Regions from separate parts of the Gossypium hirsutum genome. Here region 2 is linked to region 1. The links are chromatin contacts, called in public Hi-C maps. All regions are on one chromosome and are shown on one strand. The core of a region is the stretch at or near the end of the contact, and the rest is flanking DNA. Distances in the headings are between cores, read along the strand shown. Region 1 overlaps LOC121231904 (a long non-coding RNA gene). Region 2 holds the start of LOC107952894 (protein CUP-SHAPED COTYLEDON 3).

Region 1 (6,816 bases), core at 832-3,331:
GACTAAAATTAGATCACGATCCAACCCCACTAGAAGTAGATATACCCTTCATACCTTCTTTATATATTATTATATATCGAGTTTTTCTTATACATAGAAATAATCTTTCCCTTTATTATTGTGTGCAAATAGGAGGCACAGCACAAATCACAAAAGCTTCATACTCCAAAACGTAAAACATAATATTATGTATGTCCATACATACGTATCGCAATGTCGACTCCCAAACAGTCCAAGAATGGTCCCTCTGCACATAGAAAAAAGAATAAAACAATTTATGGAACACAAAGACAACAACATAAAAACAATACAGAATCTTTCTTAAATAAAAATTAAAAAGACTTATCCGCCTAACTACACTCTTGTCAGTCTAAGCCTTTTATTTGTTTTAACTAGAGCCATAGGTCAGAAAAATTATTTTTTAAAAGTTTATTCGGATCCTCTGATCAGTTTCTTTTCGTGTAATTGTAAATTAAAAGCAACAGGACATAAGACTTAATTATAATAATAAATATGTCACTATATATGAGGCATTTCCTAAATATTAAGAAACAGCAGAATTTTTTCCTTGTGTGACTATATTTGCATTTAAATAAGAGATTCGAAGATTGCAGATGATATTTATACTGCAATATACACTTTGAGTTCAGGGAGCTTTCAGAACTGCTGTTGTATTGTAATTTAGCACACTTTCTGACGGTGATGCCTTCCAAAATTGTCATCTAACCTCAAATAGAATATTATCCCTATATAGCCTTTCCTTTTATTTTTATTTACCATATTTCCACCAGGGCTTTCTGTATAATATTCATTGTACGCCATCGTGTGTGATTGATAAGATCAGTCAAAATGATTCTTGTTTCTTTTCGTCATCTTTGATATTCTTTTATAGGGATTTCTTTTTAATTTCATGTTGTATATTTAAAAAAAAGAAAAAAAAACTCCACAATTTATATCTAAATTTGAAATTACAGTATTTTATATTTTTAATCCCCTAAAAATATTTTAAAAAGCTTCACGGATGATTATATGTTATGTGGTCAAATAGAGTCCTAAGTTCATTGAACTATGTTTTGCCTAATTTAATTTGCTCCTAAAAAACCCAATAGGGCGTGAGAACTTTTGAAAGCATTACATAACCCAATCAACTTATTATTTCATATCAAGTTTATTTAATTAAAATGAAAATAAACTCTTATCAATCAAAAGTTAGGGAGGTTTAGAAATATTGGTAAAGATTAAAGCTTTAAATTCTTGAGTGCCTAAATTTAAATTTTATTATATATAATTGTAATGGAAAGATATCTAATTCTATCAAAATATTTTCGACGTATGTGAATTTTAGTCTAACAAATTAATTATAATCCAAATTCATTTTTTAGGTAATAAAAAAAATCATGAGAGACGGCTAACACCTTACTTTAATTAGTAGATATAAATTAATATAAAAGAAAAAAGAAAATATCATAAGAAAGGATACATGATTATATTCAAATATACATGAAAAATATTTAGTACAACATTGGTGTATTTTTTTCACTCCATAAATAAGGTTAAAGGGTAGATAAGTGTCTTAAAAATGTATATTATTTTCTAAAAAAAGATACACGTGTCAATTTTTTAAAAATACTTTTGAGATAAAAAAATATATACTATTAATTGACAAATGCTCACCAAATATTCATAACAAAAGTTATTGGAAAAAATATTATTACACTGTTAATGAAATTTTTAAACTTCACAAATAAGATTAAAATGATGATAAGTGTCCCATAAAATATGTTAAAGTATTAAATATATATATATATAAAGACATATAATAATTTTTTAATTTTATTTATGAAGTTAAAAAATATATATTGTTAATATATTAAATATTAATTCAAAATTATTACTATATCAAATATTAACTCAAAATTATTAATATATCAAAACTTAAATAAATAAGTTATACTTTAATTACGATTATGATGATGCACTAATAAAATACAAATAGCCAAATTCCACCGCTCAAGGGCTAAACCATGAGCTGTGATCCAGTGTGAGCTTGCAAGAAATGATGGTATTGGCTGGATATGGAGGAGATAGACATCAGCCCCATGGGCTGGGCTGGGTTGTTGTGCTTAGTGGTCAGCATTCAGATGATTGATAAATCCACGTGGATGAAAACTGCCAAGCCAATTACATTATTGTTTGGTTAAAATGTGTCTATGTATTGAAAGATTTAGGATTTAGTTTTTATATTTTTATTTTTAAGAATTTTATTTATTTATTTTTAAAATTTTAAAATTTAGATTTAATTATTAATATTGTTATTTTTTTTGGTCATTAAAATTTTAAAAAATATTTAATAATAATGTAACTAAAAAAATAATGTCATAACAAACCTAAAATTAAAAAATAATTTTAATAGTGTTAAAGTTGGACCTGAATTTTAAAATCTGAAAAAATAGAATGACTATATTTTAAGAAATAAAAGTATAGTGATTAAATTTTAAATTTACGAAGAATAAAAAAATTTAACGCATATTAACCTTACTGTTTTCCATGGTACGAAAGGGATCGACTTTTGGCCGGAAGTGGAAGAGGAAGCTGCCTGGATGCTAATTTAGTCATACTTTTGGTTAGGGCAGCTTAATTTCATATAATTCAAGCAATTCATGTCCAAACAAAATTTTAATTATTAAGTTCCCTTACATGGTTTTGGATAGAATTCCATCCAAATCATCCTACAATACAATAAAAAAGCAAATGAGTTCATACCACTACTAGAAGTGTTCTCAGATAAATGTATAAATAATCAATTGAGCAATGTCTTAATATAAGAAACCGGTTCCGAAGCTAGTAATAAACCAGCACACTTGTCCATATGCGTCAATGCTATCACCCTCACATTCAATTTACACATTAATATTTCTATAAACAGCATACTCGAGCACAGCTGATCCAAGATAGTAAAAAAAAGTACAATGCAATCAGATCAAATGCATTATACTGAAGAAATCTTAGGATTAAGTATAAACTAGATTCTGGCCAATATCACACGACATGCTTTTATTGTTGAAGCAAATTGTTAAGGCATGCATTAACGAACGCTATCCACCTATAAATGAAAAGGTATCATAGTCTAATATGATTAATGTCCTTGGAACAATTCTTATCTCATTTTAAGAGAAATCAATGCAAATATGACAAACTCCTAGTTATTAATGACCATAAAGTCTAAAACATCATGGACCCCAAAAGATAATCATTTAACAATTAATTTTCCTAATTATGAGGAGCGGGCAACAAGAATCCAGTCCTCCATATAAGCCTATAGAAGTCATATCACAAGACTCCAAAAGCTTGCAGGTCCTACTCTCTCTCTCTCTCTAGTTAGTGTGACAATACAAATTGATGTACCAATATCAGATGCACTAAACTCGGAAGATTTAATAGCAGTTCTCATAGATGGTGATACTTGCAAACTCAGTCAATGAGAAGAATTCACAGCTGTAGGGTAAGTAATGACAGAATAGAAGCATAAGTTTCTCTAAGATCAACTCCTTATCCAACATCTTCGATTTGTTGGTTTTTAGTCTAAGAAAGAAATCAAATGTGACTTGCTATTTTTATTATTGGTTTTCTAATACTCTTTTTACATTTAAAGTATACACTTTAAATAAGAATATTTACCAACTGCAATTTGATAAGTTGGCAAGTCTAGGCACATGAGATTACTTATTGATTGATTTCTATCTAATCAGCACCATTTATATTAACCTATCAAATTAAAGATAAATAAAATAATCTAATAGCTTTTCTAAACAAGTTAGCTTGTATCAAAAGCTTCGGGATAGTCCACAGCGTAATAGCTTGCATGTTGATTCACAAGACAACTTACGTCTTGTGTATTCGCGAGTCTTATGTATTCAAAAGACTACCTGCTATCAGGAAACTTATCTTCAAGCAATCTTATGTTGCTTACAACAACCATGATTCTGTCATAATATTGTTTGAACAGTTTCAGACTCCTTCATTTTCAAATTCTCAAAATCCCACCACAAGTTGATAATCTGTTGTTGTCTTGTCTTCTCTGTACCTTGAAACTCTTCTTTCAGCTAATCCTAAGCTTGCTTTGGGGTCTCACAAGCCATGATCCTAGTAAAAATAACATCAAAAACACCATTTTGAAGACATGACATCGCCTTGAATTTCTTAGCACTATCATCATTATGCTACCTGCTTTGTGCTATCGTTGGATTAGCTCGCAATGGTGGTGGCTCTACATCTACATTCACAACCTCTCATAAGTCATAAGTTTGTAAGTAGGTCTTTATCTTGACTACCCAAATATGATAGTTTTCACCATTAAAAATTGATGGCGAAAGAGGTGTAAAGCTAGTTGAAGATATTTTTTGCAAAAATAACAAGGAAATAGAGGTTGTTCTTTCTTTCTGTCTTAACAAATCAAAGGCCCTCAAAGATGACGGGCTCTAAATACCAATTGTTGGTTTTTAGCCTAAGAAAGAAAAGATATACATATCAAATTATCAATCAAATATGACCTGTTTTCATTACTAGTTTTTTAATACTGTTTTTACATTCAAAGTATACACTTTAAATAGGAAAATTTATCAACTACAACTTGACAAGTCTAAGTACACGGGATTACTTATTGGCTAATTTCTGTCTAGTTAGCACTATTTATATTAACCTATCAAATTAAAGATAAATAAAATAATCTAACAAATTCTCTAAACAAGTTGACAACTTGTTAACTTGTATCAAAAGCTTCGGGATAGTTCGCAGCCTCATAGCTTGCATGTTGATTTGCAAGACAACTCGGGTCTTGTGTATTCACTCGTCTATTCATATTTGGACAGTCTGCCAAATAGTTCGCCAAAGGTTGTCCACTCGACAGTTTGTCAACTGACAGTCCACCATTCTTCTCACGTTTAGCCTGTTCGCGAGATAACTCATGCCAATGTTGTCCGCAAAATGTGTGAGCTATTGTATGAATGACCATCTCACAACAAGATGACTACTCTCATAGCTTTTCATAAGGTATCATATTTGCCATTGTAAAAATCATCTATCGTCAAATAAAATACAATCCCTAAAAACATAGTTGACTTCCTCAAGAATGTATTTATCTCTGATACAAGGTTGATACCCTTACTTTTGAGCAACTAATTTCATCAATTGCCAAAACTTTTAAGCCTCAAGGCATATCAGCCAAGTTAGTATAAGACCGTATCAAGGGCTTTCTCTCTTTACGTAGGTTGACAAGCTAACCAAAATATTTTCTTTGGAGATTCTTGCTACAACAATATAAATTTAGAACTAAATGTTGCAGCTACACCAATATAATACTTCTAAATTTTGAAGATTCCAGTAGGTGGCAGCTACACCGTCCAAACCCTTAGGTTCTCCATACCATCTTACAATTTGATATAAATTCTTTACCCCCATCGATTCTTATCTTAGGTATATAGATAAAAATCTCAATTCTTGGTCAAATTGAATTATAAATGAACTGGAAAAGTCAATTTTTTTATTTTTTATTTTTGCGGAGATAAGGCATATAAGTTGGTCATTCGAAGAGCCTTTCTAGTTAACATTAACCAAATAACCGGCTTCTATCTTCCACTTAAATTTGATTTAAAAGGTTTATTTTAAGAATTTTCTAATAAAAGAAAAGTCTCATAACCTCTTTATTTGTTTGACTACTTTCAGTAATACTAGAGAATTTCTAAGTATTTGATCATATATATTACAATATTTTATGTTTAATATTTCAAGGATACACACACATATTTATGAATGCAAGTGCTTACAAATGGAGTTGATACCCATGAATGTATAACAACAAATTTTTACCTTGAAAAAAATCTTTTTTTTTAAAAAGAGAAAAAAAGGGGGGGGGGGGAGATTTTCAGTAGCATTAGCATTCCAATGTTTACCACATGTGCTAATATCTTTGGTATACATATTCAACTTCTCTCAGTTAAGGTCCAGGCCCGCATAACTGTATAAAGGTCATTTAGAGTTGCTCACTTCACTTTTAAAAAGAAATACTGAATTTGCAATTCATCATCATGACAAGCATTCAACTGAGATATTATTAGTGTTAAGCCTTACAGTAGTTTAACCAATCATGGAAGTTGCTAAATAAATAAATAAATGATACAAGATGTAAAAGATAAGATACTCACTTCATCTTGCATTCATCCATGCATACGCACATGAGTGCAAGAAAATGGTTGTTTGTTCAATCGTCAACTTGATAATAAGTTTCTATCAATTTATTAACAGAAGATATAAAGCATAAAAAGCTGATTAAATGAGTTAGTAGCTACACCTCATATTCAAAACTGAACCAAAAGAAAAGCAACACTATCCAATTCTCACTGCAAGTGGAATATAATCTTTTGAAACCTGAACAACCATGCCAGATTCAATCAAGTCATGAAGGTGAAACCTCCCATCAAAAGGTGAAAACGGAAGATGCTTCTTCTCCAAGGGGACTAACATCTCCTGCATTTTTAAAAAGAGGAGTTAAAATTAGGCACCTTATGATAAAATCTAAAAAGCACTCTGACTTTGCTAGACTGAAACAGCGTCTATATTATTCAAAGTACTTAATGAAAACCAAATGGTTTAAAAGTTTGGAGGAAATGAAATATATGTAATTCTTATGTAATGTCCACAAGGCTTAATATTACATCCACTTCCTAACTCCGTACTATCTTCTAATTTTATGGAAACCAAATTGTGATTTGTGAAATTAAAAGTTTTGACTATTGCAACCCCAAAATAACATAAAGGTCC
Region 2 (7,187 bases), core at 3,535-6,034, 610 kb before region 1:
ACTCTTGCAACTAATAAGTATTAAATGCAATGATAAAGCACTTTGTACTCTTAAAGAAAAATATAGGTTTGAACTCTAGAAATAACATTATTGAAAAGTGTAGACATGAACCATTAAACAAATATAAAAAATATAAAATAATAATAATAAATTAAGCATTGCATAATGTGTGCTCCTTTATTACAATTTTTATTTCATTTGGAAAAGGCCGGTAAAGAATAAATTATATGCTTTATATTTATAATATATAATTTTTACAATGCAACGTTGCATACAGAAGGGAAAAAAAAATGAAGCCTATACTAAAAAAGTATACACAGCAATCTTTTAACATCCAATGTAACATGAGCTGTATATTTCAAAGGCAAACACCACACAAACATCACAAAGAAACAAATGAGTTGTTTTCTTCTTTTTCCTTTGTACCCTAAATTATATAAAAAGATACTATATATTATTTTCATAGGAATATTATACTATTATCAATCTCAAATCTCATGTCTTCCAAGCTGGAATCCGCCATCCCATGGCCATGAACATGATGATCTTCCAAGCTGTTTTCTTCCATGTTCATGTCCCACAAGAACTCGTAATCATCTTCGACGACTTTGGAGCTAACTTCATTATTGTTGAGGCTATTATTATTGTTGTTGTACTTTAGCTGAGAAGATTGAAGCAAGTTCAGCAAGCTTTGGCCATAGTTGTGATGCGTGGGTGTGGTGGATAAAGAGCAGCTGATTTGTTGATAGCCGCCGCAAGCCATGCTTGTTTGAGTTGAGGTCTCGTACATCATATGGGGGCTCAATGCGTTGCTGTTTTCTCCTCCTTTGCTCTTGTTAAATACTCTACATAAAACCCAGTCTTCCTGCCATATAGAAAAAAAAGTTTGAAACATTTTAAGAGAATTATCATTGATTTCTTAATTATCTATAGTGCATGTCACTATACATGATCTTTTTTTATGCAACAGTCTCAAGAACACCTGTTTATCGAATTTGATATATTCTCTATCCACTTTACTTTATTCAAGAGACTCAAAAAGTTAAAAGAAAATTACTATATTAATTCCAATAAGGAGGTAGAATAAAAGCAAAATATTTGAAATATCTTACTAATTAGTGATATCTATTATTACACGTATTTCAAATTCGCATATAAAGAAGATTTAAGTTGGTAACACACGGTTATATAATATGAAAAATGTGAACATGCACGCACACATATATAATTTTCAAGAAAATGAGAACAAAGTTAAATTACTATTTTTGACCTAAATTTGATAGTTTTTCTCATGGTTTAAATTTTTTTTGTTCTAAGTTAAGTTTTGAACTTAACAGCTTCTGAACTTGAAAATTATTCTCATGTTAAAGCTTAAACTTTAGGGACTATCTTGGATAAAAATAATTTAAACTTTAGTATGAAAACAATTGTCAAGTTCAGAATTTAATTTGAATAAAAAATATATTCAAGTCCCAATATAAAAAAATTTATAAAATTGAAATTTTAAAAAAATGATTTAACTCTCTATATATATATCTAATTTTCAAGCAAATAATATTTTGGGTTGGAGATAAGCCTCAAAAATTGATCCCTCTGTTCTTCGTCGTCAATAATATAGCGTAAGTACTTGATTATGAAAACACAAGGAACAAAGTAAGTGGACAACTTGCAGATGCCCACTAGTTTTTGTTCAAGTTTCCTTGGAGAGAACACGAACACGATATTCTTATTCACATACAAATGCCGCTATTGTCAACCTCTCTTTTTCATCACTGCATTTCTCTCTCTCTCTCTCTCTCTCATAGTCGTTTTCGAAACAATGTCTTATAAACAGGAGTATGATGAGTATAGTTGAAAAGATGAGCAGCTAAGGAGGGGAAACTGACCTTAGGGGGCATATGTGGGGTCTCGAGCCGAAATTCATGCATGATCCAACCTGTTTTGATTCCATTGGGAGCTCGGTTCATGTAAAATACCAATGTCTTTCTCATCCCTACCACCTCTTGTGTTCTTGAGTCCATCACCATTCGATCCTTCCCCGTCGCCTTCCAGTACCCGGATGTTGTCGCTCGGTTCGTCCGGAACCCCGTCGCGTACTTTCTGTCACGGAAGCTGAAGAAATACCACTCGTTTGCGTTCAGCTTTGCCACCTCTTCATATTTCATTATATCCCATGCATATACAAAATATAAATATTTAATTTATTTCCTAGACCGTTAAGATTATATAAATATAGAGTTAGAATAGAATAAATTATCATCAACAAAGAAACAAAATTGGGTAATTTTATTTTGCTTGCATTCAATGAACATAAATATAATCTTTTCACTTTAATTACTAAATGAGTGTTGGTAAGTCTTTGTCACCTTAAGACTTATGTCTAAGAAAGCAAAGGATTTGCCTGCCATTACATGCTAAGGGGAAAATAAAAGCAAATCTTTACAAAATTATTGTATTCAAAACTTAAAAGTGGTGTTTTGGATGTGGGGAAGAAAAACTCACCCACAGTAATTAATTAATTGCTAGGAAACAAAGGAAAATTTTGTCTTATTATACTTGGAATATCCTAGATAATCACAAACTTTCAACTAAAATAACTAATAGTTTAGTGCAATCTTTTTGTATGACTTCATTAAATTTCTTAAAAATAAATACAATTTTTTTAGATTTATACATAAAAATATTTTCTATATTGTTCCATGTATTTTTTAAAAATCTTTTATCTTATTTTACAATCTTTGAAAGAAGCATATATTTTCACTTAACCCAAAAAAAACACCACGCGTCAATAAAGTAATTAAGTGCTAAAAGGAATTGAAGGAGACAAAAGGGAAAACGAGTGGCTTCTGTTTAGCTCACATGTTAGCCCAAAACTACACTCAACATTTAACAATTATGTTTTATGTAACTTTCTCTACTATGGTATGAATTGTGTTTTTTTCTTACATCCAAGCAACTAAAAACTAGCTTAGATGGCATGTTTGTTAGAAAAAATTCAAATGATTGTCAATTTGAAAGGATATAAAAGCCTAAAAATCTCTCTATTGAGTCAAATAGATATGGCCACCAATTTAGTCTATAAATATGTTACACTCTTAATAAAAAAAATTAAGTTTAAATTTTGAATATGATATCATTAAAGGAGAAGTCACAAATTCTAAAAAAAAAATTATTAACCGAAAAGTGAAGATAAAGATACTTTAATTATACTAAAAAAATACTATATATTCATAAAAAATTGACACTATTTAATATAAGTGCATGAAAGGAAAAGTAACCCCTTTGTTTACTTTTAGTGAATAGCCACCATGAAAACATGCAAATTTTAGGGTTTTTTTATGGCGTAGAGTTGGCAAAATTAATTTGTAGAGGATCTAGCTAGAAGATTTGATGCATTTCTAGGGGGCCGGGACTTCAATTTAGCAGACATATACATAAACTAGGCAGAATATTTTAATTATAACTTGTTCATGTAATTTTCACTTCAAAAACTAGTTGAAACTTGATCCCCCCCTTAAATCAACAAATACAATTTTTTAAAACCCTATTAAAGAGAGAGAGAGAGAGAATATTTAAAAATAATGGAAACCTGAAATCACCCACTTGTAATTGGTTTTTAAGGAATATATAATTATATATATCCATGACTTTTTAGGCTATAGTTAGTTAAATGTATATATATTGAAATCAAATCACAGGGCGTAAAATCTCTTCTTTTTTTCTAGTTCTTGCAATGTGACAAAAACAAAAGCCCAAACAAATGAGAGAGAAAAACAACAAACCTTACCTACATGACTAAATTAAATATTATTGGTGGATTCACATCCAAAGAAAAATTATTAGTACTTGATTTGGAGTTATATCACTAACAAAGTTGGCAAGATAAATATACTGCATGTATATGGACTTCTATATATGCATAATATGTATGTATGTATGTATGTTTGTGACAGTGTGAGTAATGTAATAAAATCCGTGTTTCGTTTCCCAATATTTCTCTCTCTCTCTCTCTCTCTCTCTCTCATTATCTCCTGTTACACGAAAACAAACGTGTTTAGTTTTGTCTGCTGTTTCAAATTAGTTCTAACGGCTAACATGGCAGATGGCCTGCGCTTTGAACCCTACAGGGAACAACTCAATAATTGTCTTTCCTTTCAGTCACAGACATGCTACAACATACTAACAACGGGAGCTAAGAGACCCTGCTCTAGTTTTGCTTCAACTTTAATTATCAACCAATGATTAATATTTTCTTTAAGTTAGCCAAAAGGTTGAATCCAGAGGAAGATATAGGATCACAGAAAACGGTGAAAGAATAAGATTCCAAAGCTAACCCCCTAAAAGGGGAAACCCTGGAAAGTAGAGATTATTGTATAAATGATATACTTAGGGGGAGAGAGATACCAGGAAGCTGCCATGGCTCACATGTATGCAAATCAATTTCCACCAACGTACCCTTCAAGACCTCCTCATTGGCAATCTTTTTGTAGAGATAATGACAGACCAATTCCTCATCACTGGGGTAAAACCTAAACCCAGGAGGCAGTGTAGCTCCAATGTCCCTCAGCCCCATTTGTATGTTGCTAACAAGGGAAAGGGTGATGGGAGAAATTAGAAAAGAGAAGTGTTTTTGTTTTTTAGAATTTTTCTTGATATATTTGGAGGGTGGGGGGTGAAAATTAGATGAGAGAATAAATTTAAGGTAGGAGATGGAATGCAAAAGAACTAAAAGAAGGCGTGGGATGATTTTCTTTGTTTTGGGACATGAAAATATTTTATGGGAGAGGAAGCTTTAAGTATTGGGTATATAAATATATAGCTATAGTTTAGGATAGGACAATTTAAGTGCCTTTTCCAATTAGAATTTCTTACAATATTCTAGCATGAAAGGGGCCATGCTTGTGTAACTAGTTAGTTATAATTGGGAAGTTTCAAGAAAAACCAAAGTTACAAGAAATCTTCTTTATTCATCTGAGGTGTTTATTAGGTTATGAGGAAGCAAAATATATACAATAATATCCAAAGCATGTTTTAGAGAAACACTCCAAAATACCCCTTTTTTTATCTATGTCATTTAATTAAATGGATATTTTTGTGTAATCTAATATCCCAAGATCAGAAAAATACTCTTGGGATACTCTACATATATTTATTACAAAACCTAGAGTATATCTGAAATTCAGTGATTACTTTATATATGGAAATCTATTTACTTTTTATCATCATTTACTTTTGTTTTCAAGACTATTCTAGTTTTTATGGTTCATAAGTTTCATTAACCTAGCTTTTCCATTTTTATCTGTTTATATACAGGGACCATATATATATGTACACTAAGAGTGAAATTAAGAATATATATTGTAGAATCAAATTATATACAGATTTAAACAAAAAATAAGTTGTTAAGCTAGATTATTAGTCCTATTTGATGCTTCAGTCCAAATAACTTTTTAAAAGTAGCTGAAAATGTACGAGCTAAATCAGATTAAGTAAAAAGTTAAGCGGTTCAGTATCTAAAAAACAAATATGCTTAGGGTTGCATATCTATATATATATTCCTTAATCTTCAAATATTATAAATTATGTTTGATGTTGCATATATCATAAAAATTATTTATAAGAAATAAAAATTATGTATCAGACTTTATCTTTCTCTTGTAATTCACCAAAAGAAAATGTATAAGATATTATTTTCAACCATGATGCAAGGGTAATTTAACAACTTAAAAAATTTAGTTGATACCAAATACAATTTTACAAATTTCTTTTAGTACATAAAAAGCACATATCGCTTAAGGAGATTTTTAAACTCTACAAGCAAATTGAGGGTGTGACAAGTATCACATTTTTTAAATATATTTATATATTTTTTACTATACTTGCCACACTCTAAATTTGTTCATTAAGTTTACCTAGCTTTACTTAGACCCATCCTTCCTCAAATTTTGATTGATTAAAAAAATATCTTAAAAATTTGAGAGTTCAAATCTTGTCTTCCTCTCAATAACATCCCTGGTTATATATATAATTTTATTATATGCTCATATTTAAAAAAAAAAAGTTGTAATATACTCCTGTATATATATGTATAATTGCTCAGCACATCCTGTATATATGTGTGCTATTCTTTGGTCCACTGGACACCGAATAAAAAGAAAAGGAAAAGAAAATGGGAGAATTTTTGCAGATTAATTATTGGATGGAAAGAAAACTGGTAGTTAGATAAGGCCTATATAAGTCGGACTTAAATCTCCAAATCGGTCAGATTTAATCTATAAACATATTTAGGCATGATTAATTAAAATATAGTAAGTTTTGATATATACGTGAGAATAATCATATTGAAGATATACGTGGGAATAAGAATTAATTGGTCTGGTTCGGGGGACCGTATATAATTCTGGATGAATACAAGAAAGGGCTCACAAAACTTGATGTCCCCGACCACGTGAACCATTTGATTGGTGTAAGCAAGAATAGAGACAGCAAAGCGAAACTATGATCATTAATAAATAAAAAAAAATTATTGCTGCAATTTTGTATAATTTGAAAAAACAAAATTAATGTTTAAATTTTGATCACATCAGTCAAAAATTTTGATGGCTGCTAAAGCAAAAACCCGGTGGGCCTGATGTCTTTTTCTTTCATATGGGGTCCACTAATGATATAACTAAAAAACAAAGTGTGAATTTATCTATTACATTTTTTCTAATAATATAATTATATACTATCCACAAAATTATTATTCCACAATCATTAATAGAATATTACATTTTCGTCTAGTTTAAAAACTCCACAAATTATGTAAGTTCTAAAACAAATAATAATTTTTAAAAAAATTAATATTTGGTATATTTATAGTGTACTTTTTCTTTATTTCACAAGCAACTTTAAAAATTTATCATATATATCTTTCTTTAAATATACATATTTTTAATATTTACTATACTCTTTATAGGATATTTGTCAATCCCTAATCCTACTTTTGGAGTCTAAAAACTCCAATTGATATTGTACCAAGTACTTTTCCTTTAAAATGTTTATAATTTTCTTAAGAAGTATCTATACTAGAATATTAGTATTCACAATACTATTTACATATACTGAGATATGATATATTGTATAAATTATGAGAGTGAGATGTATATTACATTTAAATTAAGGGTGAATATTTAGTACATTAATAA

What was found. Hi-C and Micro-C count contacts between places; a contact is called where the count stands out from the background.
Region 2: a Hi-C map of leaf shows a contact between it and region 1, with 2.6 times the contacts expected there. The contact joins the promoter of LOC107952894 here to the enhancer-like site in region 1. A contact is called at or near these places in 5 of 34 Hi-C or Micro-C datasets (anther and leaf).

What each region holds. Positions count from the first base shown.
Region 1 is chrA07:39,755,021-39,761,836 of Gossypium_hirsutum_v2.1, reverse strand. LOC121231904 (a long non-coding RNA gene) reads right to left here. Exons shown (of 4, transcript XR_005930057.1): 4 at 6,182-6,522. Among protein-coding and RNA genes, the nearest start is that of LOC121231904, 4.5 kb to the right of the region's middle. Within about 2 kb of position 2,081, at least 2 of the 9 cell types and tissues checked have an H3K27ac peak or open chromatin away from gene starts, as enhancers often do. A contact at or near this core is called in leaf, where this site is marked.
Region 2 is chrA07:40,364,018-40,371,204 of Gossypium_hirsutum_v2.1, reverse strand. It overlaps LOC107952894 (protein CUP-SHAPED COTYLEDON 3), which reads right to left and starts at 4,784. Exons shown (of 3, transcript XM_016888096.2): 1 at 4,405-4,784; 2 at 1,887-2,152; 3 at 215-865. The coding sequence starts at 4,573. The coding sequence ends at 461.